Regions from separate parts of the Mus musculus genome. Here regions 2, 3, 4, 5, 6 and 7 are each linked to region 1. A link is a contact called in public Hi-C, HiChIP or PLAC-seq, Micro-C and promoter capture Hi-C data. All regions are on one chromosome and are shown on one strand. Each heading gives the region's core, a stretch centred on a gene start, on an enhancer-like site or on the middle of the called end of the contact. The rest is flanking DNA. Distances are from core to core; before and after follow the strand shown. Region 1 holds the start of Fn1 (fibronectin 1). Region 2 holds the start of Xrcc5 (X-ray repair complementing defective repair in Chinese hamster cells 5). Region 3 holds the start of Tmem169 (transmembrane protein 169). Region 4 holds the start of D230017M19Rik (RIKEN cDNA D230017M19 gene). Region 5 holds the start of Mreg (melanoregulin). Region 6 holds the start of Bard1 (BRCA1 associated RING domain 1). Region 7 overlaps Mreg (melanoregulin).

Region 1 (4,330 bases), core at 857-3,356:
GTTGTTTTTGTTTTTTTCACGGAACTGCAGCTAACAAATCACTTTACAACCCAGTGCCTCAAAGCAACTTCTGGCCCATAATTGGGAGCCAAAAGATCCGAGATCACTTTCTAATAAATTAAACTTTTATAAGCAAACTTTTATAAGTTTTCTTTTTGAAGGGAGACACGCAAAACCTCTCATTTTCTAATCAAAAGCTCCAAGAGAATAAAAAGGCGGCTTTGGAGACTCGTGTGGATTACATTTGTTTTAGAGGTAAGAGCATGTGAAAAGCCAGTGCAAGAAGTCTAATAAGAGGGAATTACAAGCGACTGGAGCAGGGAGGAGGAGAAGGCAAATGTGGTTTTACTTAGAGCATCATCTCTGCCAGGGCCCAGACTGCCTTCCACTTACGCTCAGGCTTGCTCTCGCAGTTAAAACCCCGGCTTCCTCCATAGCAGGTACAAACCAGGGCGTTGCCTAGGTAGGTCCGTTCCCACTGCTGATTTATCTGATAGTGCTTCCCATTGTCAAAACAGCCAGCTGCGAAGAATTGATGGGGAAAGTTATTAACAGTTCCATCCCTCCCTCTCTTTTTTCCCCTACAAAACTACTGAATTTTGCCAACTGACTTGGTGAGCCTGCACAAACAAAAAAACTCTTAAAAGCAATATTCCACTAAAGTTCAGATGTGGAAACTAGCTAATCAAAGATTTAAGCATTGTTTATGTAGATGGATGTTTAGGGGTTTTTTCCTTCTTATCTTTTAACTTGGGTAAAAGTTATACAATGACGTCATGTCCTTATGGGCAGGGGAACTACCTCAGCAGACTTGAAACACTCTGAGAGGCCAGAAATAGAAATTACTTTTAAATCCTGAGGGCTTCAATACTCTTAACAACAACAACAAAAAGACAAGAAAGAAAACTTAAGTTGGGTGTCTTGATGACTATGCCAATAACCCCAGCTCTGTAGAAACTGAGGCAGAAGAATTGCTCCCAAGTTGAACACACAAGCCTGGACAACACAGGAGAATGCCAGGCTAGCTTAGGCTACAGTGTGAGATCATGGCAAAAAAAAAAAAAAAAAAAAAAAAAGAAAAAAAAAAGAAAAGAAAAGAAAAGAAAAGAAAAAGAAAAAAAGGAGGGAGAACTTTTAAATTTTCCTCTAGCCCAAGATAAAGGAAGAGTGTGTCTCTGAAAAACTGGAAGAGAAATGGCTATCCTTGCTCTTGGGGAAAGAATCCTAGGCTACCCCCCCCCCCCCAAAGCACTGAGCCAACTAACATCTCTTTCAAGTTGGTAAGAAACTACCTATTTAGATAGTCTCACCTCCTCCCCGTGTTAAATATTTAACCAGCTATTTGCTGATAAAGAAAATAAGGATCAGGGGAACCACAATAATCTCTGATGTAAAATTTGTAAGTTCGTGTCTCTTTTCTCTTTCACACGTTTTGGTTCCTGGAAGGGCGAACTGAAGGTGTAGAATTTGTTAGCGCACTTGAGGGGAAGAACAGACGGTCCCTACCTCCACTTCACCAGCAACCAGCCTGTTCAGACCTAAGCCTTTTGTGTCCACAGCTGGTTTCCCTCGATAAAGCGCGCACTCACACACGTTCGCACAGCCACGCACGCGCGCAAAAACTTTAGCCACAACTTGAGCGGGCGCTTGAGGACCAACCCATCCCTGCCGCCGGCCGGTTTGAACCAGACTGTCGGTACTCACGCTTGCTCTGACTGACAGCCACCGGGGATTGAGGCTGCACGATTTGCTGAGCCTGCCTCTTGCTCTTCCCGGCTTCGGTGCAGCGCACCGAGGTCCCCAGGCACAGGACTGCCAGCAGCAGCAGCCGCCCGGGTCCCGGACCCCTGAGCATCTTGAGTGGATGGGAGGAGAGTCGCCCTCCCCAGGAGGCAAGTGGCCACGAACTGTGGGTCCCCTCGCAGCCTGCGGGAAAAGTCCTGAGGTGGGGACGCCGGTAAGGAGATGGAAGGAGAGGACCAGAAGTTGTCCGGCTCACACCCTGGGCTCCTTTTCTCCCCCTGTGCAGCGCAGCGGGTGCGAGCGGTTGAGCCCCAAGAGCAGAGGCTTATATGGGACAGTACCTTCCCGCCCCCCACGAGGCCCTGCGCGCCGGGGAGGAGGGTCCGGTCCGACTCCTCCCGCCCCTCCTGCCGCCGCAGCCGCCGCCGACCGCGCGCCTATTGGCCCAGAGTCCGGGTGACGTCACGGGGTACGGTGGGTTCGCCCCGAACAAAAGAGATGCTGATCTCCCGCCAGGTCTGGGACTAGAGAACTTTTTTCCCCTTTCTGGTTTCCTTTGCGGTCGTCAAACTTTTGGGAGGAGGATTGGGGGTAGGGATGGGAAACGGCTGTAAAGTGATGTAGACTCGAAGGAAAGGGAGGGAGGGGCTGGAGCCTAAGGAAGCCTGGGGTGGTAAGGCTTACCCCCCTCATCTCTTAACTTTTTTTTTTTTAAATTGGTGGCTGTGGTGGTGTTTGAGAACATTGCGTCACCTCTGAGAAAAGTCTGTGCACACCAGAGTGTATTTTGTGGGAAGGGAAAAAGTCATAAAGTGGCCACCACCTTGTCCCTGTAGGAATCCAAACTTCACTTTTGCAGCCCCGGGGCGGGGCGGCTCCTTCTGGGTGCTTTTCCTGGGTCCTGGGCGCCGCCTAGGGTCCCCTATCTTTGCCTTTATGGTGTTAGGTAGGCTCAGACCTCGGTTTCTCCACGCAGTACCTGCCAGGTTTCAAGGAAGAGCCTGGGAGAGAGTGAGCGCGTGGCAGAGGTGACCCCCTTCCCTGAGCTTCCACAGCCCTCGGTTCCGCGCGGCGCTCTACAGATTCCAGAGAAACTCACAGGACCAAGTTTCTCTCTAAGAGGAAGCAACAGAAAGTTTCTTTTCTAAGTCGTGAAGCACAGTTTTCCTTTCCTGGGGATGGGGTGCCCGTTTCTTTTAAAAGGGCAGTAGTGAACAGCTTAAGAAGGGGAAAAGTTGAACTGGCTGATGAAGGGGGGCGGGGGGACCCTTCCCGTCCATGCCACGTTCACTGGGCCATCTGCACTCAAACCTAGGTGGCCTCTGAAGGGGGAGTTGGGGTGAGGATGGGTACAAAGATTTAATGTCTTGCCTCCCTCCAGACTTTACCCCGAATCCCCTTGCATGTGTCCGGGCGTTTATTTTATTTTATTTTATTTTATTTTCAGACTTCGCAGTCATGGCAGAATTCCACTATCCACCCCTCCCCCGCTGCCAGATTTTTTATATTTCAATTGTTATCTGCTCCAAGAATGTATAAAGTTCCACTGAAAATTCTCTGGACTTCCTACACTACTGAAGTTGAAAAGGGAATAGGAGACGTCCCCCTGAAGCCAGCAGCTCTAACACGTTGGTCTTTTTTTTTTTTTTTTTTTTAACCTTTCAGACACACACAAGCCCAGTTGCTTTGGTAGGGCTTCAAAAAGACCTTCAAGAAGCCCACTATTTTCAGAGTAGCAGATCCGAACCCCAAACTTGGCTTTCTCCCTCGGTTAGGCGCATGGTCTCCTTTGCTTTGAGAACATATTAAAGCTACTAGCTAGCAAAATATGTTGTTTGTACCAGGTTCTTGGATAATTTGAATTTGTGTGCTTTATAAAATCCTCAACACATTAAAGACACAAAATTAACATTTATCTTTATTGATGTAAAGAACTAAAAACAAAACAAACACACACACACACACACACAAAAAAAACCCACAGCAAATACCAGTTTCTTACAAGCAGTGTAAAATAAGTCAAGAATCTTTGTGACCAACACTCAGGGTTGAACCAGTGCCATACATTCCCCCAAATTTAGAATCCCGTCTGAGTTAGTTTTTTTGGAATTTCTCATCATCCCTTGACAAAACGGTTTTCTCTTTCAGATATAAAAGGGCTCCTTGTAAAACAGTGAACTTCTGGGAAGTGCTCTCTCCAGGGGGGGAGAAGGATACCTGGAAATCAGGATGCTTGCTAGATAAACCCGAAGGGAAGGCTTTCCACAAATATGGTAGATTCTGGAGGAAGGAAATAAGTGGTTAGAAAAGAATTTTGTCACAAAAATATGATAGTTTGGTGTATTTACCGTACTCAAAATACTTTAAAATAATATACTTATTGGAAAGGTTTGTGGGGAACCCACTTTACATTTCAGAAGAAAGTTTTCTCTTTCAGTCCCATAGAAAATGTCTCTGGTGGCCCACAAGCAGAAATATTTGGCTGAATTTTATAGGAATGCTTTGACTTGAAAGTTGTGTTTTGGTTTTGATTTGGGACATGGAGATATTTTCTTAATTAAGGTAAACTGGCCCTGCTACGGTAGCC
Region 2 (4,330 bases), core at 989-3,488, 650 kb after region 1:
CAAGGTGATTTTTAATTGGTCATGTTGATTAGGTGAGCCAAAGGGGGCTTTTGATTGCTGGACTTAAACACTTTGCTAGGTGTGCCTCAGGAGGAGGAAGTGGGCAAATAAGGACTAGACTCTGAGGGCTAGCTTTAGGAATACAATCTAATGACTTTTAGTAAGGTAGAGGAGATGAGAGAGAAGGGCAAGGCCTGCCAGAGCCGTGTTTGCCATACTTTGGTTCTCTAGAGTTCCTTCGGATAGTAGCCAGGAACTCTGCTGCATTAATCATGTTTGTTCTTTCCCCCTGGATTAAAGGAAGCTTTTTTTTAGAGCAAGCAATGCTTAAACTCCATGCATTTTCAGGACCATGGTCTTCTAACTGCTTAGAAGTGGGTGGTTCTTGAGACTTCCATAAAGATTGTGTAGATGCAAACAAGGACAGCTACTAGAACCTCTTTTTATTTTTCCTAGGAAACAGACTTGTATTGGAAGTGTGTGTGTGTGTGTGTGTGTGTGTGTGTGTCTGTAGAAACGAGGGAGTAAAAGAAACAGAAGGGATGGAGGGAGGGAGAGAGAAGGAGGAGGGGAGAGAGGGGGAAAAAGAGAAGAGGGAGAGAGGAAGAGAAAAGAGAGACTCTATCCGAGATGGAACTATGACACAGCTTGCAAACATTCTCTGTGGTAAAGCCCTAGTAACTCTAAAGATGAACCATAGTAAAACTATAACTAGAAATAACGTTTCAGTTTCAAAAAATTCTCTAGTCTGAATAAAAGCATGGAAGAGTCCTCTGGGTGCGAAGTGTCTGTCTAGACACCACTGTGTTTATTTTAAAATTTTTATTTGTTTATTTTCTGTGTATGAGTGTTTTGCCCGTATGTAGGTTTGTGTATCACATGGGTGCCTGGTGTCCTCAGAACCCAGAAGAGGGTATGGGATCCTCTGGAACAGGAGTTACTGATGGCCGTGAGCTGTAATATGTGAACTGAACCCCAGTCCTGTTCAAGAGCAGCGAATGTATTTAACTGTTGAGCCATCTCTCGAACCCTATCAGCTTCGATTTTTAAACCTTCATTCCCTGAAGGCTTCTTCAAAAATTCTCCAAATCATATCAATTTTAGTGCCTGTTTTCTTGGGACCATTTTCAACAAAAGAGAATCTGATTGAACGTTTCCCACATTGAACAGAGGTTTGCAGACATTTTCCAGGTCTCTGGACCTTTTGTCCAACCACCTGCAGCTTGTGAGTCATTTTTGTATAGAAAACAGGCAGTTTCTGTGCAAGGGTTATCAGAAGGGAAGAACTGCAGGGCAATTTCCTTGCAAATGAGTGGTGAACACTCACGGGAATTGACAGCCTCCATCTCTAGAAAAGGGCATCTTTCCCAGCCACAGACACGCCAGGGTAGTAGGAAATTCTTCCCAGAGGCTAAGGTGTTTTAACCACTTTGTCTGTAGAGTTGAATGCCTTTCCTACTTTTTCTTCCTTTTTAAAGATTTATTTATTTATTTAATATATGTGAGTACACTGTAGCTGTCTTCAGACACACCAGAAGAGGGCATCAGATCCCATTACAGATGGTTGTGAGCCATCTTTTTCTTTTAACTCGGTGAACTCTCACTCTTCTCTTTGGACGTTGATCTAAGGTCATCGTGTTCATGGTTTTTTTTTTTTTAGTATCATATTTAGAAGGCCTTTAGAGGAGTTAAGTGACTTCGTGGATTCATCTTACACAGGGGACTTTTAACTCCAGAGTGCCAATACAAATTGCTAGCGAAAGGGATTATTATCAATTGAGTAATAGCAATTATTATTTTTTTTTTAGTTTTAAAAATCATGTATGCACGCGGCTGCATGTGGGTATGTGCATTGAGTGGAGGCCAGAAGAGGGCGTCAGATCCGCGGAAGGCTGATGTAGGTGCTGGGCTTTGAAATACCCTTGCGAAAACAGTACACATTCCTAACCTGGGACCCTTTCCCTTTAACCCCCTATTTACTTTTTTACTATTAAACTTGTTATTTTAAATTTATTTATTTACTTATTGTGATGTGTGGGACACGTGGAGATCAGAGGGCAACTTGTGGAATTGGTTCTTTTTCTCCACAATATGGGTGCCTGGAGCTTGAATGGGCTCGTCAGGCTTGATGACAAATGTCTTAGACGGCAGAGCCATTTCTCCAGCCCAGTACTGACTGGCTTTTAGCGGCTCAGAGAACAAAGCCTTGCCTAAGGAGGCAGGGAGAGAATTCTGCGCATGCTCAGAGCCCATGGCTTCCCCGCCTTGCACGCGGGACGTCTGGATCTGTGGGTTGCCCGGAACTGAGTTGCGACACTCTAGGTTTCCGCCCGGAAAAAGTAATCAAATCACCTGAGGACCAGCATGGCGTGGTCCGGTAATAAGGTACCGAGAGCAGGGCCTTTTGCCTTTCCTAAGCCGGGGATCTCTAGAGGGTGGAAGCTGTGGGAATCGCAGCTGAGTCAGCACTGAAGGATGGATGCTCAAAACGAAAGACTTGGGGTTCGGAGTTCTGCATTTGAGTCTTGTGCACCTTCACGCTTCCGAAATCCTCCCTCCTGCTTCTCCAGCCTCTCACCCTTCCCTCCTCCCTCGTTGCTTCAGTTTACTTTCTATCCACGCCACCTGCTAACACAGACGTCCTTTATTGCTTCCGAACCTGGGTTCTAAAAATCTTTGTAAGTTATCGAGGATAGATCCCCTACATGCCAGGCTCGTAAAACTTCAGAGGGGTTTTGTGATTCTGTGAATGAAATAACTCAAGGTGTAATATTACGTAATATTATGACCTTCATAATAATTTAAAAATCTCGAATTTATTGAAAGCTTACTGTGTGAGGCACAACTAAGCCCTTTATTCCTATTTAATTAAATCTTCACACCAAACCGTGAGACGACCATTATTACCCTTAGCTTGTCAGTAGGAGAACCAAGCAAGACATGAAGAACTGAAGTGATTAGAACGTGGTCACCCTTTCCATGAGTGGTAACATGTGAATGGGAATTCATTCGGAGCTCTGAAAGAAAAGCAAAACAGAATGCTCAATTTCTAAGAATCTATGATCTTAGAATCCTAGATTAATAATGGAAATTACTGTAAACTTTAGAGAGGTTGTTTTTGATCACTAGAGAGAGATGCAATGGCAAGGATCCATTCATTCGTTTAATACAAACAAGATAGGGGTTCAATAACGGAGCTCTGTTTTCCTCCACCCCCATTTGGGAATTTGATGAAATTATGAACCCATAATGATGTTGCTCGCTTCCTTTGTTCCTCTGCCTTCAGTTGCTGAGAACTTTGTAGCTCCCGTGAAGGACTTACTGTGGCAGATGTACTTGATAAAATTCTAGCAGGTTGTATTGCTTCAGTGTGGTAATGAAGAGCTGCAGTACCCTCCCAGTTTGTCTTCCCTGGTTTTCTTACTGCTTCCAAAGACTTTAAATTATCATAAACCATTCTTCCAGACCAGAATTTACACTGTCAAACTCTTTGATGCCTTACTCTGAATCTCTAATTCTTGACAAAAGACTCCCAGTCTTTTAGTGTTTGCTACTTTAAAAGTAGATTTGTGGCCGCCTATTAAAGGAACACAGCCAGCATATTTTGTGATGCCTACATTTAAAAAAAAAAAAGATTTTTATGCTGAAGGAATCACTGTGGGATGTAATTTGAATTCCTCTCAAAGGTATTCTGTAGTTTATTAATGTTCATCCCAAGATAGGTTGTTGTTGTTTCTGAAACCTGTTAAATTTCAGAGTGTCATGTGATTCCATTCTTTATGAACTAAGGGAAACTAGTATTTCCTTTGAGTGTTGCAAAAACGTCAAAATTGGGGGCTCATCCCCCACTATAGGAGCTGGTCCAAGTTTTCCAAACACCTCTAGAGTCAGATGATGACCGTCTTAACTGGTCACTTTTCAGTCTTTGTCGCCTAAGATGATGCCCAGAACAGCTCACATTCTGTCTGGTCAGCACAAAAGCACGGATGAGACTGGTAGGATCAGGACTGTTAATTCTGCAAACAGCTTTAGACCTCATCAAGCCCAACATCTTACTGCCTGACTGAACTAACAGTGAGGTTAAGTGACATTGCCTAGGGGTCAGAGCTAATTAGAGGAGATAGGACTAGACCCAGGTCTCTGGATTACTAACCTAGGTTTTTGGTTATTTTTTCCCCACCAAAAGACCCTTCATTTTCTTTCTTGAATACATTATAGTGTTTTAACAACATAAAATGTTTGTGAGGATAGACTGTTAAAGCCGTATCATCTTGGTGACTCAATCTATAGTTTACTTTGAAATTATGAGCTCAGGTCTTTTGTGGTTTCT
Region 3 (4,330 bases), core at 725-3,224, 630 kb after region 1:
CACACTCCAGTTCCAGGGGATCTGCCACTTCCAGCCTTCATGGGCACCTGTACTCCCACTCACAGGCCCTCCTCTGCCTCCCAATACACATATATAATTAAAAATACAACAAAACTTTAAAAGAACTTTTTTTCCCATATTCTCTCATGGAAGGCAATCCAATGATAAATACAGCAGTACAATGTTCACTTCTCTTTTAGGTGTAGGAAGTATTTCCCTAGGGACATACCCCAGGACTCTCACAGCATCTCCAGGGCTGAGTGGCCTTATATTTACAGTCATGCCACAATACTCTGTTGGCCGACCCCAGAACTGGTGTAGTGTTTGCCCAATGCAAACTTACTCAAAAAGAGGTTCAACAACTAGCAATCCACAGAAGAGGAACCAAGGTTCTGCAAATTTGCTGACAGAGGCCAAGATCCTGACCTTTGTACTAAACAGGTACTGGTTGATTTTTTTTTTTTTTTAATAATTCCTCCTCCCAGGGGAAGTTTCCTGGTGGAAGACAGGCTGGAAGTAATGGTAAAGTGCAAACTGCAATACTGTCTTGTTTTTTTTTTTTGCAGTGTACTGCTGATAAGATAAAGTCAATCATTTCTCCATGTATTTATTTCTTGTGTTAGTTCAGCATGGAATGTCAAGGCCAAATCATTTCTCATTTGTTCCACTTGATGTCAGATTTTTAAAAATCTACTTGTCAGGGCTGGAGAGACGGCTCAGCAGATAAGAGATCTGTCTGCTCTTCCAGAGGTCCTGAGTTCAATTTCCAGCAACCATATGGTAGCTCACAACCATCTGTAATGGGATCTGATACTGTCTTCTGGTGTGTCTGAAGACAGCTACAGTGTACTCATATACATAAAATAAAATTTTAAAAATCTTTAAAAAAAATCTACTTGTCAAAGCTCTTTGCACAATACAAGCGTCGTGTTGGAAATACTTTTCAAATATGCCTTTATAAACTTTGCACTCTTCCTTCTTACCCACATCTTCGAGGCAGGGTTTCTTTGTGAAACCTCGACTGACTTGGACCTCGATCTGTAGACCAGGCTAGCCTGAAACTCACAGAGATCCACCTGTCTCTGCCTCTTGAGTGCTGGAATTAAAGTCATATGTCACCACCACCTGGGAACAGTTTGCTTTGGGTTAAGAGTAAACCCAAAACCCGGACATGGTGGCGCACGCCTTTAATCCCAGCACTCGGGAGGCAGAGGCAGGCGGATTTCTGAGTTCGAGGCCAGCTGGTCTACAAAGTGAATTCCAGGACAGCCTGGGCTAATAAAAAGAAACCCTGTCTAGAAAAAAACAAAAAAAACAAAACAAAATAACAAAAAAAAGTAAACCCAAAGAAGATGCACATTCTCACATATTTAAATATTAAATGTAACTATTTTCTTCTTGATGGCTTCCTTGTGCGTGTGTTTACGTGATCATTCTAAGTTTAATAACTTTTCCTTTTTCTTGCTTTTAGCACAGGGGACGTGAGAAGAAAATCTGATCAGGGCCTCTCAACATTTCTCGGCTATTCGGAATAAAACCTCTGTTATTTCGTTTTCCCTCATTGCTCAGCTCTGCAGACCGGAGCTTTGCAACCTCTTCCCGGTCCGCCAGCACTCCCCTCTGTCTCTGAACCCAGTTTACCCGAGCTGGACCTCTGCGGACACTAGCCCAGCCCCAGAGGCCTGCTCACGTACCCAGGTGCAGGAGCTCCCGGGAGACGGCTTTTCCAATGCCTGTGCCCCCGCCGGTGACCACGGCCACTTGGTTCTTCAGCAACCCGGCCGCTAGGTAGCTCTGACCAGTCTTCCAAGAGCCCATGGCCACAAAGTGTCTGTCTCTGAGTTCTTGCTAAAGCTAGACCACGTGTTCCTCAGAAGTAGCTCTATTAGTAGCAGTCCTTGGCCACGTAACCAAACAGACCCCGCCCCTAAGTCCGCGTGGTCCCGCCTCAGGCCCCGCCCAGGCCCCGCCTTCGCGGCGCGCTAGGCCTCCTCCCAGAGCTGGACCGCTCCTGGCGGCCGCCCGCAGCCGTCTGCATCCTCAGCTTCCCTCCTGGGTCCCAGTGAAGGTGTGGGTGAGACTCCTCGTTCGATTTTTTTCATATTTATTTTTAAATGTCGGTGACATTGGGGGGAAACGACAGAGGAATGAAAAGAGAGTGAGAAAGAACGAAATGGGAAGGATATTTTCTGTTCTGAAAATCCAATCCTTGGGGCCATAGCTCCCACCGTTAATTAAAATTACATCTCCAGAGCATCTGTGTAGAGAAAGGCTGCAGGTCTGGGCCCTCGCAGTACCGATCTGCAACAGACATCTGGCTGTCTGGGCTTCAGCAGCTGTGTGCAGAGGGCTAGGAAGTGGGGAAAGGCTTAGGTTAGCTGAAGGGAAGCCATCCAGGTCCCAGATCCCTTCTTCTTCAGGGAGGGAGTCGAAAGGGAGGAGGGGGTGGGGCAGGAGAGGGCACACAGTTGCAGTTATCCACAGAGCCTAAATAATGAATGATTAAACAAAATGATTTTAGGCCACCCTCACCTCATTCTCAGTGCCCCACCCAGAAATGAAAAAAAAAAGCACCCTTCCATAGATTTGAGACCTGGTCCGTTTCATCTGGGTTATATAGCAGCAGATAAAGATGAATCGTTGCATGGTTCTTGTAAGATTCATTTCTAGGTTTATGGTTTTGGAACCTGCCTTTTAGCTCCTACCTTCAGCAAGGAACTTATCAGCTCCCAGTTGGTTCCAAGGAACAATTTATTGTTCACATTCTGTTTGTTTTGAATTAATTATTATTATTAATTTTTTTTTGAGACAAGGTCTCTCTCTCTATAGCCCTGGCTGTCCTGGAACTCACTATGTAGATCAGGTTGGCCTGGAACTTAAGAGATTCCCCCTGCCTCTGCCTACTGAATGCTGGGATTAAAGGCATGGGATACCATGCCCTGCCCTTCTGTTTGTTCATTTAAAAATTAACATTACATATGTGTGTGTGTGTGTGTGTGTGTGTGTGTGTGTGTGTGTGAGAAGACGAATTGCAGGAGTCAGTTCTCTTCTTGTACCGTATGGGTGCCACCAGGGATTGAACCCCATCATCAAGCGCAGCAGCAGCAGCCTTGCCCTCTTAGCTCTTTTCTGTTTATCTCTTTCCTTATGTCGGACTATGCTAGGTCATTGGTCTTAATCCAGGACAACAGTCTTTCTAACTTTGCCGGGGGTGCTCTGTTTTCCCTTTTCCAGTCAACAAATGCCATTTGTGTCTGTTTGGGGAGGTGGCGGTTGGAGCCACTACTTAAAAAATTCACAGAGAGAAGTGAAGTTAGACACTGGGTCTCTCGCACCAGCCAGACTGCAGTTCTGAGAGCACCTCTAGGCCCTCCACCTCCCTGGCCTTCTCTGACCTCTTTTTAGAAGCACTTCCCTCTCCAGCTTAGCTGCTGATGGATTCCAACCAGCACGCAGAAAGGAAGAGCTAAAGCTCTCTGGCTGTTTTTGTCTGGGAAGTCCATCAAGAGCTCTGGTAGCCGTCTGTTTATGTCAGTTATGTGATCATGAACACATTAAAAAATGGCACCACTGTAACCTCTTTTTAAAAATAATTCTTTTGTGTGTGTGTGTGTGTGTGTGTGTGTGTGTGTGGTGTATTTGTGTGTGTATGTGTGTTCCTGTTGAAGCCAGAGGAGATTGCTGGATATCCTTCTTTAGCATTGTCAGCCCTATAATCCCTTGAGACAGGGTCTCTCACTGAACCAGGAGCTTGCCCCCTTTAACTGGTGGGAGTCACAGACATCCTCCTGTCTGGCTTAGCCAGGGTTCTGGGGATTTGACTGGGGTCTTAATCCTTGCACAGAAATTAGTACCCTTTCCTGCTGGACCATCTCCACAGTCCCCTAAAAATACATTTAAATAGAGATGTTGAAGAATTGTTTCAGAAAAATACAGTTCCCAGCTATGTGATTCCCAAGGGCAAAGTGATCTATGTTGTTTGTTCTTCTGCCATGCTGAAGATCCAACCACGGAGCTTGCACTCGAGTTCCTCCACAGAGCCGAGCTAAACCTCCATCTCTCTCAAATGTGCAGAGAGAGAGAGAGAGAGAGAGAGAGAGAGAGAGAGAGAGAGAGAGAGAGAGAGAGAGAGAGGTCACTGAACAGACTGAGGCAGGTACTCTTAATGAGAACTGACTGGGGATGGGAGGCAGTTAAGTCCAATGGGCATGACAAGGTGCCATCTCTCAGCTGCAGGGATTTTGCAGCTGAGCAGTCAGTTCTTTCCCTCAATTCTGTTAAAACCTGTGGTTCAGGGGTGTGGGATCTCTCCAAGGGCTCCTTGGTTTAA
Region 4 (4,330 bases), core at 540-3,039, 590 kb after region 1:
ATCTGGTCTCAAATCGTTTCCCACCTCTGCAAGGTTAGCCCTACAATAGTAAGTATCCCGTGCCCTCCAAGGTCTCATTGAGGTATCTGACAAAAATTAAGCAAAAATTAATGGCACAGCCAGGCGTGGTGGTGCACTCCTTTAATCCCAGCAGAGGATTAAAAAAAATTAATGGCATACAATCTTAGTGACTGTTCTGTTGCTGCATCATGACCATGGCAACTCTTTTTTGTTGTTGTTTTGTTTTGTTTTTTTGATTTTCGAGACAGGGTTTCTCTGTGTAGCTCTGGCTGTCCTGGAACCCACTCTGTAGACCAAGCTGGCCTTGAACTCAGAAATCCACCTGCCTCCCAAGTGCTGGGATTAAAGGCGTGTGCCACCACCGCCCCGCAACTCTTGTAAGAAAAGTCATTTCATTGGGGCGGGTTTACAGTTTCAGAGATGTGGCCCAATCTCATCATGGTGTGGTGGGAAGCATGCTGGTAGGCTCTGGAACAGTAGCTGAGAGCGAATTCCTGGAGCACGGGCAGAAAAAGATTCTGGACTTGGCATGGGCTTTTGAAACCTCAAAGACCACACCCAGTGACACACTTCCACCAACAAGGCCACACCTTCTAACCCTTGTAATCCTTTCAAACATTCCACTGCCTGGTGACTGAGCATTCAAATATATGAGTCTGTGGGGGCCATTCTTATTCAAACCATCACTGGTACCTTTACCTAAAGGATTTAAATGCTAATGACAATCCATTAAGTAGTTGATGGTTACAAAGTGATTTAAAGTTACAAATATAAGAAAACACAACAAAATCTCTGTAATAGGATGTATCAGGATGGTGTTTGTGTTTGGCATAAGAGGTCCCAAAGCCTTGGGGGCAACTCTAAGCCCAAATCCTACAATATTGAGTACTTACACATAAACACATTTAGAAGTTTGGTCTTTTAGTATTTTGCCCTTTATATTTGGCAGATTGTCTTTTACTTGAGGCTGGGTCTCATATAGTTTAGGCTTTGCCTGATCTGGTCCTCCATTCTGCAATTTCCAGTGGCAGTGGTTGGAAAGCATCCTACCCAGCTTTATTCCCTATAACACTCAAAGAGGCACAGAACCAGCCCAGAGCCTACAGCTCTTCGGGGTAAATTCCTCTCAGGATTATGTCTGTCCTTAAACTGAAAATGATCTAAGGTTCTGGGTACCAAGGAGCTAATAAGAGTAGTGACTGTCCACTCTTCACTCCCACGTGCCAAACATCATCGATCCCTGCATTATTATTGCATTTGATGTTAACCATCGGTATTTTTTAGCCTGAAAACTGTAGAAAAGTTCAAAGACATCACACAATTTATTAAGGATTTCAATATATGACATTTTTTTTTTTTGGTCAAGATTTACTACAGTTTTTACCTAAGTAGGTTTGCCTTGACAACATTGTGAAAACACCTAACAGAAAATCACTAGCCTGCTAGACTCCCTGTGGAGCCAGCCTCTCAACAAGGGAAGATTGTCTTAAGACAACGCGAACTAGGAGCAGTAGGTCCACCCTTCAGCCACCGTCCTGCCTCAGAGTTTATCCAGTGCATCTGGCCGTGGACATGCCCCCTTCAGGTCTTTCTATTTCCGGTGGATTCCAAACCGCAATAGTCTGTGAGTCGGCCTGTGAATCGCGGAGGCCGCGGGGAAGAGCTGATTTGCACGTCCTGCCTCCACGCGAGGGGCGTGGCGACGTGCACAGGCCTAATTTGGGCTTGTGTTGTCACGCCCTTCGCGAGGGGGCGGGGCATGCAAATCATACTCGGCGTGCGCGCTCGGGAACGCCGGGAGAGCCCGGGTCGTGGACGTTGAATCTGAAGCCGTGGGTGCTGGAGTGGGAGTGAGGTGTGGAGGGCGCAGACGCGGATCGGAGGAGGAAGGAACCGCGGGGGAGGCAGGAAGTGAGGGTTGCGAGCGGTCACCACAAAGGTAATGTGTCTCACGGACGCAGAGCATGGCTGCGTGGTCTGTATTTGGTATCGCTTCTCGGCCTTTTGGCTAAGATCAAGTGTAGTATCTGTTCTTATCAGTTTAATATCTGATACGTCCTCTATCCGAGGACAATATATTAAATGGATTTTTGGAACTAGGAGTTGGAATAGGAGCTTGCTCCGTCCACTCCACGCATCGACCTGGTATTGCAGTACCTCCAGGAACGGTGCAACCCCTCTGGGGAACAATGTTGGTTAAATGTAAGACATTTAGGACTATTATAGCTCGTAAATACAGGCTGCAGTTACTTTTTCTGTCTTCTTTTCTACTTTGTAGTTACCCGGGTCTCGTTAACCCCTCTTTGATAGACCAGGCTGGCCTCTAACTCGGAAGTCCGCCTGCTTGCCGCCAGTTGATCTTTTTCTATTGCTTTACTTTTCTTATTATTATTCAGGTTTCATATTTCCACTACCAGGCTTTTCAGGCAGAGCAGCTCGCTTCTTTACTTTTTTACACAGTCTTTCCATCCACTGGTCAATAACTGTGATTAGGTGGGAAAGACTCTAAGGTTTTTATCTCTTTTTTTCCCCTCTGGGGAATAATGCTGGTTTAATAAGAGACCTAGAAATTAGGCCAACGTGGATTTCTTACCAACCTGTTAGTTTTACTGCACATCACTCTACATTGCTGCATAATATTCTACATAATGTCTAGCTTTTGATCTGGAAAGAGCTGTGAGGCTGTAAGGTTACTAAGATGGACAAGTTATTTTCAGCTTACTGTCACAAAACACTTGCTAGTTATGTAAGTCTGGTGGCATTAAAAACTCTTAGGCTTGCATAATTTTTCTGAAAGCTAAAATTTTGTTGACTGTTTATGCCTATGCTGATTTTCACAGCAAAGACCCGCTCTAGGTATGTTATTTTTGTACAGTAACCTATAAATAATGATTCACTGACAGAAGTTGTGTCAGAGTCCTAGATTCTTCTGAAATAAATTATTTTTAAAAGGATTTATTTATTTATTGTACATATATGAGTACTGTACCTGCCTTCAGACACACCAGAAGAGGGCATCAGATCCCATTACAGATGGTTGTGAGTCACCATGTGGTTGCTGGGAATTGAACTCAGGACCCCCGCAAGAGCAGTCAGTCCTTTTTTTTTTTTTTTTAAGATTTATTTATTTATGATATGTAAGTACACTGTACTTCAGACACTCCAGAAGAGGGAGTCAGATCTCGTTATGGATGGTTGTGAGCCACCATGTGGTTGCTGGGATTTGAACTCTGGACCTTCAGAAGAGCAGTCGGGTGCTTTTACCCACTGAGCCATCTCACCAGCCCCTGAAATAAATTCTAGTGACTGTCCTGAGAAGAATGGGTAGAGTGCTGCCATTTTGTCCAAACTCAGGCGATTGTTTAAGCCTGAAGAATTAAGCAAAGTAATTTGGAGCTGTTCCCATTACAATGTGTTATCAAAAAGTGAAAAATGCCAACAACAACATCAAATTAACTACAGCTGGTACCCGGCAATGGCCTGCACATACGACCCCCACCCCCACCCCATTGCATGCATAATTTTAAAATAAGATGAAAATAAATGTTTAGGAGCTTGAGAAATAGCTCAGAGGTTAAGTTAGGGCACTGTCTGGGAGCCAATACCTTGACTTCCATGGGTACCAGGCGCACAGACATATATGCAAGCAACACACTCATACACATAAAGTCAAATATATTTTATTCTCTCATATATTTTATCTGGACTGCAGATGTCCTCTCCCTAGTGTCCCAACCCGTGTCCTCCCTAGATCCACCCTCTCCCACCTCCACTCAAAAAAGAGCAGGTCTCCCAAGGACATCAACCAAACACAGCATAAACAACCTACATTACGACCAGGAACATATCATTACTCAAGGCTGGATGAGGCAATCTTGTAGGAAAAAGCATCCCACAAGTAGGTAAGTGTCAGGGACAGCCCCCACTCTCACTGTTATGATTCCTCCACGAAACACCAGGCTACACGACCATAGCATACACAGCAAGACCTAGGTCAGACTCTTACAGGCTCCCTGGTCTCTTCAAGCCCCCACGAGTGTCAGTCAGTTGATTCTGTGAGCTCTGTTCTCATGGTGTCCCTTCTGCTAGGCTCCAGTCCCAGAACATTCTACAGACATAATAAACTTTGGGTTGAAAGTTTTGTGGCTAGGTTGGTGTCCCAATCCATCCACTTGAGGCCTTGCCTGATTACAGAAGATGGCTGGTTCAGGCCCTGAGAGTCACCATTACTAGGAGTCCTTGCTAGGGCTATTCTTGCAGGTTCCATGGAGTTTCCATTGCACTAGATTTCCACCTCTCCCCTTGAAAT
Region 5 (4,330 bases), core at 1,134-3,633, 560 kb after region 1:
CACCTTCCTAACTTTTTTTTTTTGGACTTATTTATTTTATGTATGAGTACACTGTCGCTATCTTCAGACACACCAGAAGAGGGCATCAGATTCCATTACAGATGGTTGTGAGCCACCATGTGGTTGCTGGGAATTGAACTCAGGACCTCTGGACGAGCAACCAGTGCTCTTAATCACTGAGCCACTCCAGCCCCACCTTCGTAAATTTTAAACATTTCTTTTCAGATAGGGTGTTGTGTTTAGATTTCTTTGGCCAAGGCAGCTTTGAACACCTGACTCTCCTGCCTCCCAGCCTAGGAGCTATGATCATGACCCTGTTCCACCATGCCTAGCTAACTTCATCTTCTTTTAAAAAAAGAAAGAAAGTCACAAAATTCAGACTGTCATCCACTGAGCATAAAGCAAGACAGGAGAAGGTCTCAATTTCAAAATAAAAAGCACCTGAAGTCCAGCAATTCTAAAAGAATAAAAAAAAAAAAAAGCACTAGAAAAAAAACAAAAACAAAAAACAAAAAAAATGGCTGAAAGTAAATTGAAGGCTGTATTTCATAAGAACCTAGAGTCTAAAGTCCTGAGATAAAAATCTACACGGTTAGCTTTTGCTGTTTAAATTAAAGATAGGTAATTTAGATTTCTCCAAGCCCAAAGTAATCTCAAAATCTAAGTGAGAGGGCTATTAGCAAAAACAACCAAACATAGTATGGTAGCCGGGAGGGGTGGTGAACGCCTTTAATCAGATCACCCAGGAGGCAAACGGATCTCTGAGTTAGAGGTCAGCCAGGTCTACATAGTAAGACAGAGTGTGTGTGTGTGTGTGTGTGTGTATTTGTGTGTGTGTGTGTGTGTGTGTGTGTGTGTGTGTGTGTGTGTGGTGCCTTGGGTATCTAGATATATTTCATGAAACACCTCACCAGATAACAAGATGATAATTCCAAGTCCTGACTCGCAAAAGGGAGATGAAAAGGGGCCACAAGGCCACTTTAGGAAAGGGTAGAAGGCAAAAGGTCACCATTGGCCAGGAGCTTGGAGGGACTAAGAGTAGATTGTTCCTACAGGGGCAAGTACATCCTGCTTAATGCGCTGGAAAATAAGAGCAGACAGGCAGGATGGGTTATGTAACTCTGCAAAGTCAGGGGAAGTGTCTGGACTTGACAGAGTAGGGCAAGGTAAAGCCATGCTTTGCTGCTTCTGCCAGAGTTGTGCAAGCAGGATTGGATTCGTTGCGTGTCCCTTAAGGAAGGGGTCCTGGCTTCTGCGCTTGTTCACCAAGCCTAGAATTCCACCCTACATCCTGTGCCCTAATTTCAATTCTGTTCCCTGGGGCACGACTTGGTGGGACCTCATTCGATAAGGTTAACCTGGCATGGTGGAACTTAATTTCAGCAAACTCACGATAGGGAGGAAGAAAAAAACAAAAAACAAAAAACCAACATTTTAAGGAAAAATAAAAATCACAGTCCTATCTCTTCTCTCTCTAGGAGCCGGCAACCACGCTTGGGTATGTCTTATTTCTGAGTGCCTTTTTCTTCTACCCCTCGTGCTTATACGTATATTAAAGTATCGCTTTAGGGGAAAAAAAAAAAAAGTCAAGCAAAGCTGTGCACAGGGTTCCTTCACAAAGCCTCTTAGCACATTAGCTAATGAGCATTAAATGTCCCCACATTTCAGTTTAAACCCCCGAACAGTCAATTGGCTGTCACTGGTACAGCACGCATAGTTTTATCACGAGAAAGATTTCCTCAGTCACTGAAATCGACTTCTTTCGGTCATGACATTGGAAGAGATAGCCAAACTTTTTTTTTTCATCTCAGTGCCAAGGAAACCCACGCTCGTCCGTCTCATCCGATGAGACCCCCTCTGGAAACTTCTCTTCCCGGCCCTTTCCCCTGCAGCAGTCAGTGGCGTTTCCCAGGGGCATCCGCTGCCTCCGAGGAGCCACACAAAATCTGAACCAAGGATCCGGAGCTTAAATCGTCTTGTGCGAGACCGGGGCCGAGGGGGGCCGGGTGGCACCGCGGTGTGACCTCACAGCACCCCTTCCCCGGTTCAGACGACACCCGGGTCCCCACCCCGCGAGGCGGCCCGATACGCACCTGACCAGCGGCTCCTTCTCGGGCCGCGCGGGCTCCTCCAGGCACCGGCACGGGCAGCAGCAGCAGGCGCTCCGTAGCCAGCGGCGCAGCCCCATGGGGAGCGAGGCCCGGCGCCGGGATCCCGGAGCCGGGCGCGCGATGGCGGCGGGGACGCGGGGACGGGGACAGGGACGGCCGCGGCGTCACGGGCCGGGCCGTGCGCATCACGCCGCGGCCGGCCGTGGGGACGCGAGCTGCGCGTTTGCCGCGGGAGCTTTTCCCTCTCTCTTTTAATTCCCCGGGTGCCGCCCGAGCGCATGCGTCCTGCGACGCCCACGGCTGCCCTCTAGGGAGCGAGCGCGCTCCAGGCGCCCCGCAGAACCCCGGAGGTGACCGCTGAGCAGCAGGGGTCTGCTGCGCGTGGCCGAACCCAACTGTCCTTTTAATTGGCTTCTCTGCAAAGGAAATGGTCTCCCACAATACACGCTTTGTAAAAGTTTTTTTATTTTTTCAAACTTCCAGCCCTTGAACACTCTTAGGGGAAAAAAAAAAAGCAACCGCTTGTGAGTTCTACAACTGTTATATTACAAGAGATTTATTTTTGTAAATTACAATGTGAGTGCTGGGAACAGAATCCTGTCTTGTGTAGCGCCATCTACCTCACCAGCCCCCAGAAATCCCACTTTTGTTTTTTTATGTCCAAGCAGCAGATTACCGCACCAAATGTTTGTGGTTTTGTTTTGTTTGGGGTTTTGTTTGTTTGTTTGTTTTTATCTTTTGAAATTAAAACATTGCATTGCCCCACCCACCCTCACCATTCCCTTTCTCCCTCCAACCCTTCCCATGCACACATTTTTGTGCCTGGCTCTTTTCACTGATGTCATGCAGACTGTATGTGTATCTTTCTGTCTTCCTAACGCAGACCTAATCTTACCGATGCCAGTGTTATTTAACCAGACCGTGAACATAATGGTGAACATGTTAACCAATCCCAGCCTTTTGTACTGAGGGCTGCAGTGCACATCCTTGAACTGCTGCACTTGGGAGCTTCTACACCAACTGAATAAAGATGTGGCAGTCGACTTGCTGTGTCATAAGATGCCCCTTTAATTTTTTTTTTAAAAAAGATTTATTTTATACATATGTGAGAACACTGTAGCTGTGTTCAGACACACCAGAAAAGGGCATTGGATCCCATAACAGATGGTTGTGAGCCACCATGTGGTTGCTGGGAATTGAAATGAGGACCTCTGGAAAAGCAGTCATTGCTCTTAACCACTGAGCCATCTTTCCAGTCCACCCCTTTAATTTTAATGAATCCTGCCAAATTGCTTTCCAGTGTGCAATTCAAATTTAGACTCTGGCATACAAACCCTATACTCAATATAAAATACAAGGTGTGATCGCCCAGGGAGTGTCACTATCAGAAAGTGTGGCCCTGTTGGAGTAGGTGTGTCACTGTGGATGTGGGCTTTAAGACCCTCATCCTAGCTGTCTGGAAGCCAGTATTCTGCTAGCAGCCTTCAGATGAAGATGTAGAACTCTCAGCTCCTCCTGCACCATGCCTGCCTGGATAATAAACTGACCCTCTGAACCTGTAAGCCAGCCCCAATTAAATGTTGTCCTTAGAAGAGTTGCCTTGGTCATGGTGTCTGTTCACATCAGTAAAACCCTAAAGCAGAAGGTGTTTTGCTTCTTTGTCTTGCCTTTGCCAGTCTGATTTACTTGAGAAGTATTTAAGCTATGTGTGAGGCATGTTTTAGGATGGGGATACAGCAGTAAACAAGACCAGCAAAAAGTGAACATTCTGGTGAGGGGTGGTTAGACAAGGAAATAAGCACTTTCCAAGTATGTTAACTTTAAGTTAGTTAGACTAGACTAGTTAGTTAGACTTTAAGTTAGTTAGACTAGAGAACAAATAAGGCAAGAAAAGGGATGAGTGCCATGGTGAGGTGTGCGTGCCTAGAGGTCAAACCCAGGGTCCTGCTCACACCAAACTCAAGCCCTGAGTTACAGGCCCAGGCCCCAGTGTTTTATTTTGAAAAGGTCTCATATAGGCCAGGATGACTTCAAACCCCCTATATAGCTGAACATGACCTTGAACTTCTGACTCTCCTGCCTGCATCTCCCAAGGGCTAAGATTACAGGTATGTGCTGCCACGCCCAGCTTATGCAGTGCTAGGGGCTTTGTTCCTGTTAGTCCCTTGACTTCCCAGCTCACCCACCCACTGTGTCTCTTTAATGAGTGGATCAAGTTA
Region 6 (4,330 bases), core at 1,212-3,711, 550 kb before region 1:
ACAAAATATGTTCCAGGCTAACCCAGGCTATGGAGCAATCTGTTGTATCAACAGAAAAATAAAAGAAAGAAGGAAAAAAGTTTGAAAAGTTGTTGCCTCTGGTCCAAATCAAGCCAAAACAGCCTGCTTTCCCACAGCCCTTTGAACAAAGAACATTTTTATACTTTCTGTTTGCTTTGGTTTGGTTTGGTTTTCGAGACTGGGTCTCACGATGTAGTCCTGCAAGCCAGGAACTCAATGTAGACCAGGCCGGCTAAAAACTCAAAGGCAACTGATTGTAACAGCCTCCAGAAAGCTGAGTGTAAGGGCATGAACCACCCACTCCCAGCCTTTTAACCCTTTTAAAGAAAGTAGAGATGATTTGTGACTGAAAAACCTAAGTAATATTTATTGACACTTCACAGGGAAAAATTAATTCAAAGTCCTATATGAGCTTATATCCTCTAGTAGTTAAAATAAACTCATTTAGCAGAGTTTAATAAACTGAAAAAAAGAAAAACAAGACCACAGGAACCTCATATTCTCTGGACAACTGGATGTGGCATAGTACAGCCTGAGCCTAATTACTATTATCTTCAGGCCCTTGACTCTTACGGTAAGCTAGCTCGCTTAGTTTAAAAGAGCTGGCAGTTGGTAAAAAGGGAAACTGGTTGTTTAATTTTAGGACAACCTACAGATTATTCATATTACTTTATCTAGTTAGTCTCTTCCAAATGGCTCAGCAAGCAGACTAAATCATTTTCTCATCACATCTTTTTGTGTCCATTTTGGATAGTCACCACAGGAAACAACTTACATGTATTTAATTTTTTCTTGGGATCCCTGAGGCAGGGTTACAGAAACATTGGGAAGGAAGCTTTGCTCACGAATGGGCTCTCCATACTCGGAACACTGTTTGGTATGTATTCATTACATGTTTATTATCAAATCTCAATATTAGCAAATTAATATGTGAATGAGCAAACCATTATTACTGAGGTACAGAGAAGACCAAAGATGTGGCTGGAACCTGAACTCATGTGGTCTGACACATTCTAAGTGGAAGAATATGTGTTTCCATCTGAGTTTAACTGTGGTTCAACTATTTAAAGCAGTGGTTGGGTCTCAACCTTCCCTGATGCTACAACCCCTTCAATATAGTTCCAAACGTTGTGGTGACCCTAAACCATACCATTCTTTTCTTTGCTACTTCATAACTGTAATTTTGCTACTAAGCTGGGTCTCCGTTCCTAAGACCTAAATGTGTGTCCCAGTGGTCGCGACCCACAGATTGAGATCCAACATGTGCGTCATCACTGGCCTGCTACTGCAACTAGAAGTTGAGTTTCCGATGTATGTCTACACCCAGGATGATCCGTATGCTTTAGGAAAACACAAGCAGAACTCAGAACGTGTTCATGTTAACAGAATCGCCACTCTCCTAAGAAATACAATGCCATTCTTTCAAATACTAAGAGTTTGTAAAAAAAAAAAAAAAAAAAAAAAAAAAAGAATAATTTAACGTAAGTGCAAAGTTTGTTGCCAGTTAACTTTAAAAAAAAAAAAAAAAGTTGCAGTTAACACTGTATTTGTAGTAAAGACTGAAGGCTTAACATTCGCTACTGCCAAAGAGAAAAAAGGGGAAAGAAGTATATTTCTTGGTAGTATTCGATAAACAGCCTCAGGTAAGAAAGTACCACTTAGGAGTGCATTTCAGACTGAATAAAATCCAAGAGAGGGCATGTTGGAGGATCAGTGGTACAGGGCCATAATCTAACTAAGTTAAAATTGCGATGCTCAACAAACTGCCATCGCCAAACTACCGGTCACCAGGTCCCTAGCCTCCCATTCCCCACGCCGAGCCTGCTACTAGAGAAAGGACCAAAAGGTCAGCCTCACAGGGGCTGTTGTGCCCCGCACGCAACCACGGGACCACGCTCCCAGAGGACCGAACTCCAGGACCCCAGCAGCACTAGCTCGGCTCAGCTCCGAGCGTCACCTTCGGGGAGTGACCAACGAGCTGCGCTTTGAGCCACGCCCCGAAGGCAGTTCTCCCGCGAAAATTCGAAAAGTGCCGTTTGAGTCATCTTCGTTGCAGGTGGCTGGGAAGCCACTCAGAAAACTCAGGAGTGGGACACGGAGGGACAGACGACACTAGGTCGCCAGGCCGGTCCTTACCAGCGGGAGCAGCGCAGCAGCTTCTCCAGGCGGGCAAGCGCCGCGCGGCTGTGGGCCCAAAGCCCGTCGGTAGCCGGCTCCATGGCGGGCACGGGAGCAGGCTGGTTCCCAGAGCAGACCCTCGGCGGCCGGCGTGGCATTCCCACAGAGGAGGGGAGGTCAGGTTTGCTCTAGCGCCGCACCCCGCTGGTCACCGCCGGATCCTGCTGCGTGCGGAGTCTCTGAATTGGTCGGACGCCTCCGGCTCGGAGGCTGAAACGCGGTAAAACTCAGAGATGGAAGGACCCGGCTTTAGGCCACGCCCTCAAGGCCTGAGGGCGGGGCTTTAGTAATGCGGTCCAAGTTCCGGAAATGGAGAGGCGAGGCTTGAGAGGCCACGCCCTCAGGAGGTGTAGGGCGGACCGCGGAAACCAAAGTGCCAAGGCGCGGGGTTGAGGAGGCGTGGGGAGAAGTCACCTAGGCCTGTGGCCCTAGGAGGCGGGGTATAGCGCGCTCAAACTTCCTGAGCGGGAAACTGAGCGGCGGGGCCTCAGGCCACGCCTTCAAAGAGGCGGGGCTCCCCATGGGTTTCATTCCCACCCCCTCTCAGTTTACTGAAACTGTGCTTACCTAGAAGTTGGATTCTAACCCTCCCATAGCCTCAGGAGCTTGCCGCTGAAGCCATCTACAAAGAGTGGCATTCAAGCTACTGTTGAACTTGGACAAGCTTTTCCCATGACAATAAAAGTACTACCCTTTATATAAGAAAGTTCTCTTTTTCTCCTTGCTGTAGGATATAAGAATCCGCTAAATACTAAGTTTCAATTTCACTTTTTAACTAGCTGTAAATATCCGACCAAGGGCATCTCTTAGAAGTTCTGGTGTGCTTTTAAAATATGATAAACTGCATAAAACGTTTTTGTTTGCTAGAGGGTCTACCCTCCCCGGGGATTTTTTTTTTTTTTTTTTTTTTGAAACGGCGTCTGTTTGCCAACCTAGCTTAAACTGTGAAGCTAAGGGTGACCTTGAACTTCTCAGTTTGCGATCCTCCACCTCTGCGCGATAGGGGATTACAGATATGCACCACCACGCCCAGCTTACATGGTGCTGAACTGAGTTTAGAGCCTCCTTTATGCTAGAAGTATTCTACCAGCCAAATCCATAGACCCTCCTGCGGATCTGAATATTAACACTGGGCAAGCACAGCCCGCCCTCTCCACAGCTTCCAACCTATGAACACATTCTTGCATATCCCCTTTTATTTCTCTGTCTCTGCTTAACCGCCCCAGCTGCCTCTGTTTACCTTAAAGTTGTTCCTTCTTACTGGAATCCACACATCTGCCTAGATTGCCTCCCATCCTTAGGCCTCACTAAAGATATACAAGACATTACCAAACACAAAATTAGTCTTGGCACTACCCTGATTAAACTCTAAAGGTGGAAAGGCCTGGAAGGTCCTTTAATCCCAGCACTAGAGGCATGGAAATGGGGGGAGGGGGGGGGAAGAGCAGGTGGATCTCTGAGTTCAAAGCCAGCCTAGTCAACAGAGTTCTGAGACAGTCAAGACAAACCCTATCTCAAATAAATAAACAAACAAACAAACAAATAAAACTCTAAAGCTATTTCTTTGATGAGATATGAGGCCTATGCCAACCTGGGAAAGCATGCCATTATTCTCCCGTGGAGCTTTTCTTCATCAAAAGCCTAGGTCCAGCTGCCTCTGGGCTTTTACACAAAGATTCACTTTGGAACCTGGAATTTTCCTCTTAGGCAGTACTCCTTCAGATCTCAGCTCAAACATCAATGCTTGAAAGGTTTTCCTGATCCTGAATGTAGAGTCTCTCAGGTACTTTTAACCTCACAGTTCATAGCATGCACATTTATATGAGCATTTATAGAACCAGGGTGGACATGTAATATAAAGCTCTAAATAGAGCTGAGAGTTTGAGTTCTTGGACTCTTATATATCGCAAGTGCTTCACTTAATTATCTGACTCAAGCCTCCTATGAATACTACAACTTGAGGCTAAATTCAGTGTGGGACTGAACCAATGTGTCTGCCCCTGAAAGAACCTAGTGGGGAAACCCCCACTCAATTTTTGTTCAGCGCGCACCCAAGAATCAAGAAAAGACGACCATCTTGATGTAAAAGCATGAGGTAGTTTAATGACGGAGCTCCGGGCCAACACATATC
Region 7 (4,330 bases), core at 847-3,346, 530 kb after region 1:
TGGCAGAAAAAGAGAATTGACTCTAGAGACTGTCCTCTGACCTCCATGTGTGTTCCTTGGCGTTCACGTGTCTCACCTACATACATACATACATAAAAATAAATAGGACAATGTTTAAATGAGTGCTTAACACTAAAAAAAAACACAATACAGGTTAAATTCATCCCCCTCCCAGCTGAATTCCTCCTAACATCTGCTTTATTTAAAAACTCCCAGTTGAGCTAGGCCTCAAAGTGGACACTCACTTGCATAGAAAGCTGAGAAGAGAAGAAAAAAAAAAAAAAACCCAAGGTTCTGGTACTTGTTGACAAACACACTGGAGGCTACGACTGGAGAATTCCTTAAAGATTATGAAAGGGACAGTTTTGCATGCAGAGGACACTCTCCTTTCTGATCACCAAGAAGGTAGGACAATCCTACTTCAAAGACTCTGCTTCCATTCCTACATATAACCCATTCCTTCCAATCCTCTGCCTGGGGAAGCAAAGACACAATGAAACGTGACTGCACACAGCAGTTCACACAGACACACACACACTCACACAGACACTCACACACACACAGACACTCACACACACACACACACTCTCACACACACACACACACACAGACACTCACACACACTCACACACACACACACACTCACACAGACACTGACACATACACACTCACACACTCACACAGACACTCACACACACACACTAACACAGATAATGACACACACACACACTCACACAGACACTCACACACACACACACACATACACTCACACACACACACATACACACACACTCACACACACACCATTAGAAAAAATTAGTGACATTTACCAACTTTATGCACAAAAAGAGCATACTCAATATAATATGACCAAGTATTTTACTATTTATTTTTGCAGATTGTCAAGCCTGGATTAAAACCCAGCCCACAGTCTCAAGTCTTTCCTGCAAGCCCCTGCCATCCCCACTCTTAGAGCTCCTCAGAGTCCCCCAAAGTTTATGTGGCCGTTTGGAAAGAGACCAGAGCGAATAGCTAAGAAGGCCACGTCCCCGAGGGACGTCTAGATGTACCCTTTTGCACCTATTTTCAATATTTTTTCTGGTAAGGTCAACTGAAGCTAGGGGAAAAAAAGAAAATCAGGTAAAAATGAAGCCTGAAGAAACAGAATCACATTCCGTTGGACGAGTGAACAGATAAGATGCGGTGGCTGTAGGAAAGGCTGCGTCCATCACACCCCTCTGGGATGGCTGGCCTGGGTTACCTGGGCCTGGGTAACCATCAAGGGTGTCAGATCTCCTGGATCTGAGTCACACACTGCACAGCCAGTACTAGCAACCTGTGGTCCCAACACACACTTCTGCACGCTGGAAGCTGCTTACAACGAAACACACACGGCTTAGGGAAGGGGGAGCTCAGCTCGTCTTAACTCAGGTCCACAGAAAATCACCCCGAGTTAAGAGCTTTGATAACAAAGACAATAAACTAGGGGGGAAAAAAAAGCTGGGTGTGACTTTTCCTCACCTGATCCATAATTAAACTTGGCAATTATTTGTGCCTGCTGGTATTCATTAGCTACATGGACTGACTCTTAAACTGCACAACCATAAAGTGGCACAGCCAAACCAGCATGCGTAACAATTGCTGATGGAACAACAGGTATCCAGGAGCCCTGCACCCTGATGATCCCTTTCCCCGGTATCCTAGGGACCTGAAGGCTGAGCTGCAGCTCTCCACCCCCTCCAGAACTGAAGGATCTCCTATTTCCCACACAGGTGCAATCAAAGCCAGCAAACAAGCCGCAAGCCTCTTCTGCATACTCGTCAGAACCCTCCCGTGATCCCCAGCTGAGTCACACTGACAGCAGGAGGTCCCAGTGGGTCTGTGGCGAGCCTCTCAAGCAATTAAGAGCTGATTTCATTTATTCTGAGAGAAGCAAGACCGACAGAGGGCAGGAGTCAGGGCAGGAATGTTTACAAGGACAGAGTGGGGGGGGGGGGAGGGGGAAGGCTACAATAAAGCTCTGGAGTAAGCGACTGGCTTCACTGCAAGCGACTAACGTGACACTGCAAACACACATGTGACCGATGGCTTCATCACGCTTGAGCCAGTCCACTTTGGAGGAGTTCCACAGAGCCTGCTTCGGCCACTCATAGACACACACCCTCCCTCATCCCCACCCAGTTTCCAGAGCACTCAAGTAAAGCAAAGCCAATCAGTTTAGAAAAGCATGGGGCGGGGGGAGCGGGGGGGGGGGGCAAATCATCACGGATTATGCTATAAGTACTAGGGAGAATTTTTTCTTTAAATAAAGCCCATGACGACAAGGTAACACATCTGAATTGTATCCAGGCAGTAAGGAAACTACAAGGGCACAGCAGCATCTGTGTACTCAGATGAGATAGGCACACCTTTCCATTCAGCAAGCAGACAGACAGCCTTTCTCAGATATATATACCCATGATCCTCTTCTCTAGCCAGGCTGCACACCACCTACTAGAGCAGCCATTTGTGATGTACTAACTGTACTTTCACTGGGAAAGTGGCTGACGGGTAAAGCGTTTGCTGCACTCGCTGGAGGCCCTGAGTCTGGATCCTCAGCACCACACACAGTTGGGCAGGGTCTATCAAGGAACCCGGTGATCACTGAACAGGGATACAGGCAGAGGCTGGCCTCTGAGAACCAGGGGTCCTCCATCTCTACCTCCTCACCGCTGAGCTGGAAGGTAAACGCCACCACGGCCAGCTTTCAATATGGGAACTGAGATCTGAACTCAGATCCTCAAGCACTTTACCCACTGAGCCACCCGGCCAGTCCCCAGAATATTTGGCCAAATACCTGTACATTGTAGCCCAAATACGTTGACATATAAAATTAACCTTAATATAAATCAATCAATCAATCAGCCGGGCAGTGGTCCTCAATAAGCTTGGCATTAGTCCTCAGTGTTTTGAATGTATACAGGGTCAACTGGTTGGTTGCTTTGTTTGTTTTTAAAATAAGACTTTTAAGACACATTTGTAGTTTTAGTTTCTTCTCAACTCCATCTGCCTTCTGTACCCGGAGGTAGAATCTTACCAGCAGATTGTCTTGAGCCCACCTGCCGACTAAGAAGAGCCTTCCTCACACACACTAACCCACAGAGGCCTGGCCCTCTGCTTCAGGGACAGGACACAACGGCTATGGAGGAAGCCGGCCAGTTTCTGCCCAGCTGGTCCTGCCTACATCACAGAGCTGCTGGTGTTTGTAAGTACATTTACCACTTCCACAAACCTTCCCTCCTGCAGCTTCAGACGGAAGTCAATGAGGACAGAGCCTCAAAAACAGCCCCACAGCAATGGCGGCCCTTGCCTTCTAATCCCAGCAGGTTCGGCAGCCTAAAGCAGGAGGTTATCAAGCCTGAGACAAGCTTGAGAGATTTCCAGGCCAGCCTGGACAATGGAAAAAGACAGACTCCTAAACAAAAAATAAAATAAAATAAAATAAAATAAAATAAAATAAAATAAAATAAAATAAAATAACAAAAGGCAAAGGCTACTGAGATGGCCCAGCAGGTAAGAGTGCTCACTGGCAAATCTGACGACTTGAGTTTAGGCCCTGAGACTTACATACGCAAAGGCCTGGAGACTAAAGAATAGATAGCTGCCAAAGACTAGGAACGTGCTAAATGTCACTACACAGAACATTCAGCGTTGAAAATGCCCTGGGAGACTGTGTGCCTGCAAGCATAAGGCCCTGAGTTCCGTCTCCTGAACCAATGGAAGCAGGGGCAAGCATGGCCTGGCGAGCTGGCTCACAGGTGAAGGTGCTTGCCGCCAAACCTGAGTTCAATCCCCAAACCCACTCCAACAAGCTGTCCCGTGACTTCCACAAGCGTTCTGTTTTAAGGGACATAAAACATCCAGGTGTAAGGGCGCATGCTCATGACATCAGCACTCAGGAAGCAGAGGGCGGAGGGGACTAACTCCTACAAATTGTCCTCCCCATATGCACATACAGTGTCCTCCCCCCCAAAAAAAAGATAAAGAAAAGAATATAAGCCAGGGGTGGGGGCAGATGTTTGTAATCCCTGCACTGAGTGGGGACAGGGCTTGTGAGCCACCAGTCTAGTCTACTTAGTTCCAGGTCAGTGAGAGATTATGTTTAAAAAACCAAGGTAGACATACCTGAAGGATACCACCTGGGGTTGTCTTTAGCTTCCACATGCATACTCAAACAAATTACATACACACAAACACATTGTATATATTTCAAAAGAGAGAAGATAATTAAATGGTAAGTGCTGTTATGTGTATTTTACAGGAACGGAGGGAGGGAGGGAGGGAGGGAGGA

Evidence for each region. Promoter capture Hi-C pulls out the DNA fragments that hold promoters and counts their contacts. A called contact is a pair of places that touch in the nucleus more often than the background predicts. HiChIP or PLAC-seq counts read pairs in DNA pulled down with a chosen protein or histone mark.
Region 2: a contact with region 1 is called in a Hi-C map of embryonic stem cells, with 2.0 times the contacts expected there. The contact joins the promoter of Xrcc5 here to the promoter of Fn1 in region 1. A contact is called at or near these places in 1 of 39 promoter capture datasets (liver) and 2 of 484 Hi-C or Micro-C datasets (both in embryonic stem cells).
Region 3: a Hi-C map of liver shows a contact between it and region 1, with 3 times the contacts expected there. The contact joins the promoter of Tmem169 here to the promoter of Fn1 in region 1. A contact is called at or near these places in 5 of 39 promoter capture datasets (cranial neural crest, liver, pre-B cells and 1 more) and 2 of 484 Hi-C or Micro-C datasets (both in liver).
Region 4: an H3K27ac HiChIP or PLAC-seq map of cardiomyocytes shows a contact between it and region 1, with 3 times the contacts expected there. The contact joins the promoter of D230017M19Rik here to the promoter of Fn1 in region 1. A contact is called at or near these places in 3 of 39 promoter capture datasets (cranial neural crest, liver and stem cell-derived epiblast-like cells), 1 of 484 Hi-C or Micro-C datasets (embryonic stem cells) and 7 of 115 datasets of contacts at active chromatin or transcription factors (cardiomyocytes, embryonic stem cells, hepatocytes and 1 more).
Region 5: a contact with region 1 is called in an H3K27ac HiChIP or PLAC-seq map of embryonic stem cells, with 12 read pairs. The contact joins the promoter of Mreg here to the promoter of Fn1 in region 1. A contact is called at or near these places in 11 of 39 promoter capture datasets (cranial neural crest, embryonic stem cells, hematopoietic stem and progenitor cells and 4 more), 6 of 484 Hi-C or Micro-C datasets (all in embryonic stem cells), 20 of 115 datasets of contacts at active chromatin or transcription factors (the NIH/3T3 cell line, craniofacial prominence, embryonic hindbrain and 4 more) and 1 of 9 other capture datasets (embryonic stem cells).
Region 6: a contact with region 1 is called in a Micro-C map of embryonic stem cells, with 6 times the contacts expected there. The contact joins the promoter of Bard1 here to the promoter of Fn1 in region 1. A contact is called at or near these places in 11 of 39 promoter capture datasets (the 3T3-L1 cell line, 3T3-L1-derived adipocytes, the SN4741 cell line and 8 more), 3 of 484 Hi-C or Micro-C datasets (all in embryonic stem cells), 4 of 115 datasets of contacts at active chromatin or transcription factors (cardiomyocytes and embryonic stem cells) and 1 of 9 other capture datasets (adipose tissue).
Region 7: a promoter capture Hi-C map of embryonic stem cells shows a contact between it and region 1, with 4 times the contacts expected there. The contact joins the enhancer-like site here to the promoter of Fn1 in region 1. A contact is called at or near these places in 4 of 39 promoter capture datasets (cranial neural crest, embryonic stem cells, second pharyngeal arch cranial neural crest and 1 more), 2 of 484 Hi-C or Micro-C datasets (both in liver), 11 of 115 datasets of contacts at active chromatin or transcription factors (embryonic stem cells, hepatocytes, pancreatic cancer cells and 1 more) and 2 of 9 other capture datasets (embryonic stem cells and liver).

The regions. Positions count from the first base shown.
Region 1 is chr1:71,651,128-71,655,457 of GRCm38.p6, forward strand. Fn1 (fibronectin 1) reads right to left here and starts at 2,107. Exons shown (of 46, transcript NM_010233.2): 1 at 1,705-2,107; 2 at 394-522. The coding sequence starts at 1,855. It overlaps Apol7d (apolipoprotein L 7d), which reads left to right and starts at 2,208. Exons shown (of 4, transcript NR_040308.1): 1 at 2,208-2,259.
Region 2 is chr1:72,305,183-72,309,512 of GRCm38.p6, forward strand. It overlaps Xrcc5 (X-ray repair complementing defective repair in Chinese hamster cells 5), which reads left to right and starts at 2,239. Exons shown (of 21, transcript NM_009533.2): 1 at 2,239-2,385. The coding sequence starts at 2,365.
Region 3 is chr1:72,282,399-72,286,728 of GRCm38.p6, forward strand. Tmem169 (transmembrane protein 169) reads left to right here and starts at 1,975. Exons shown (of 3, transcript NM_175564.4): 1 at 1,975-2,068. Pecr (peroxisomal trans-2-enoyl-CoA reductase) reads right to left here and starts at 1,923. Exons shown (of 8, transcript NM_023523.6): 1 at 1,695-1,923. The coding sequence starts at 1,818. It overlaps Gm51631 (a long non-coding RNA gene), which reads right to left. Exons shown (of 3, transcript XR_003947863.1): 3 at 2,100-2,350.
Region 4 is chr1:72,242,204-72,246,533 of GRCm38.p6, forward strand. It overlaps D230017M19Rik (RIKEN cDNA D230017M19 gene), which reads left to right and starts at 1,790. Exons shown (of 4, transcript NR_155355.1): 1 at 1,790-1,960. Gm24497 (a small nuclear RNA gene) reads left to right here and starts at 2,010; the gene lies at 2,010-2,200.
Region 5 is chr1:72,209,924-72,214,253 of GRCm38.p6, forward strand. It overlaps Mreg (melanoregulin), which reads right to left and starts at 2,384. Exons shown (of 5, transcript NM_001005423.2): 1 at 2,094-2,384. The coding sequence starts at 2,188.
Region 6 is chr1:71,100,511-71,104,840 of GRCm38.p6, forward strand. It overlaps Bard1 (BRCA1 associated RING domain 1), which reads right to left and starts at 2,462. Exons shown (of 11, transcript NM_007525.3): 1 at 2,158-2,462. The coding sequence starts at 2,297.
Region 7 is chr1:72,181,310-72,185,639 of GRCm38.p6, forward strand. All of the region lies in intron 2 of Mreg (melanoregulin), which reads right to left. Among named protein-coding and RNA genes, the nearest start is that of Mreg, 29 kb to the right of the region's middle. Within about 2 kb of position 2,097, at least 79 of the 459 cell types and tissues checked have an H3K27ac peak or open chromatin away from gene starts, as enhancers often do. A contact at or near this core is called in embryonic stem cells, hepatocytes, liver and 1 more, where this site is marked.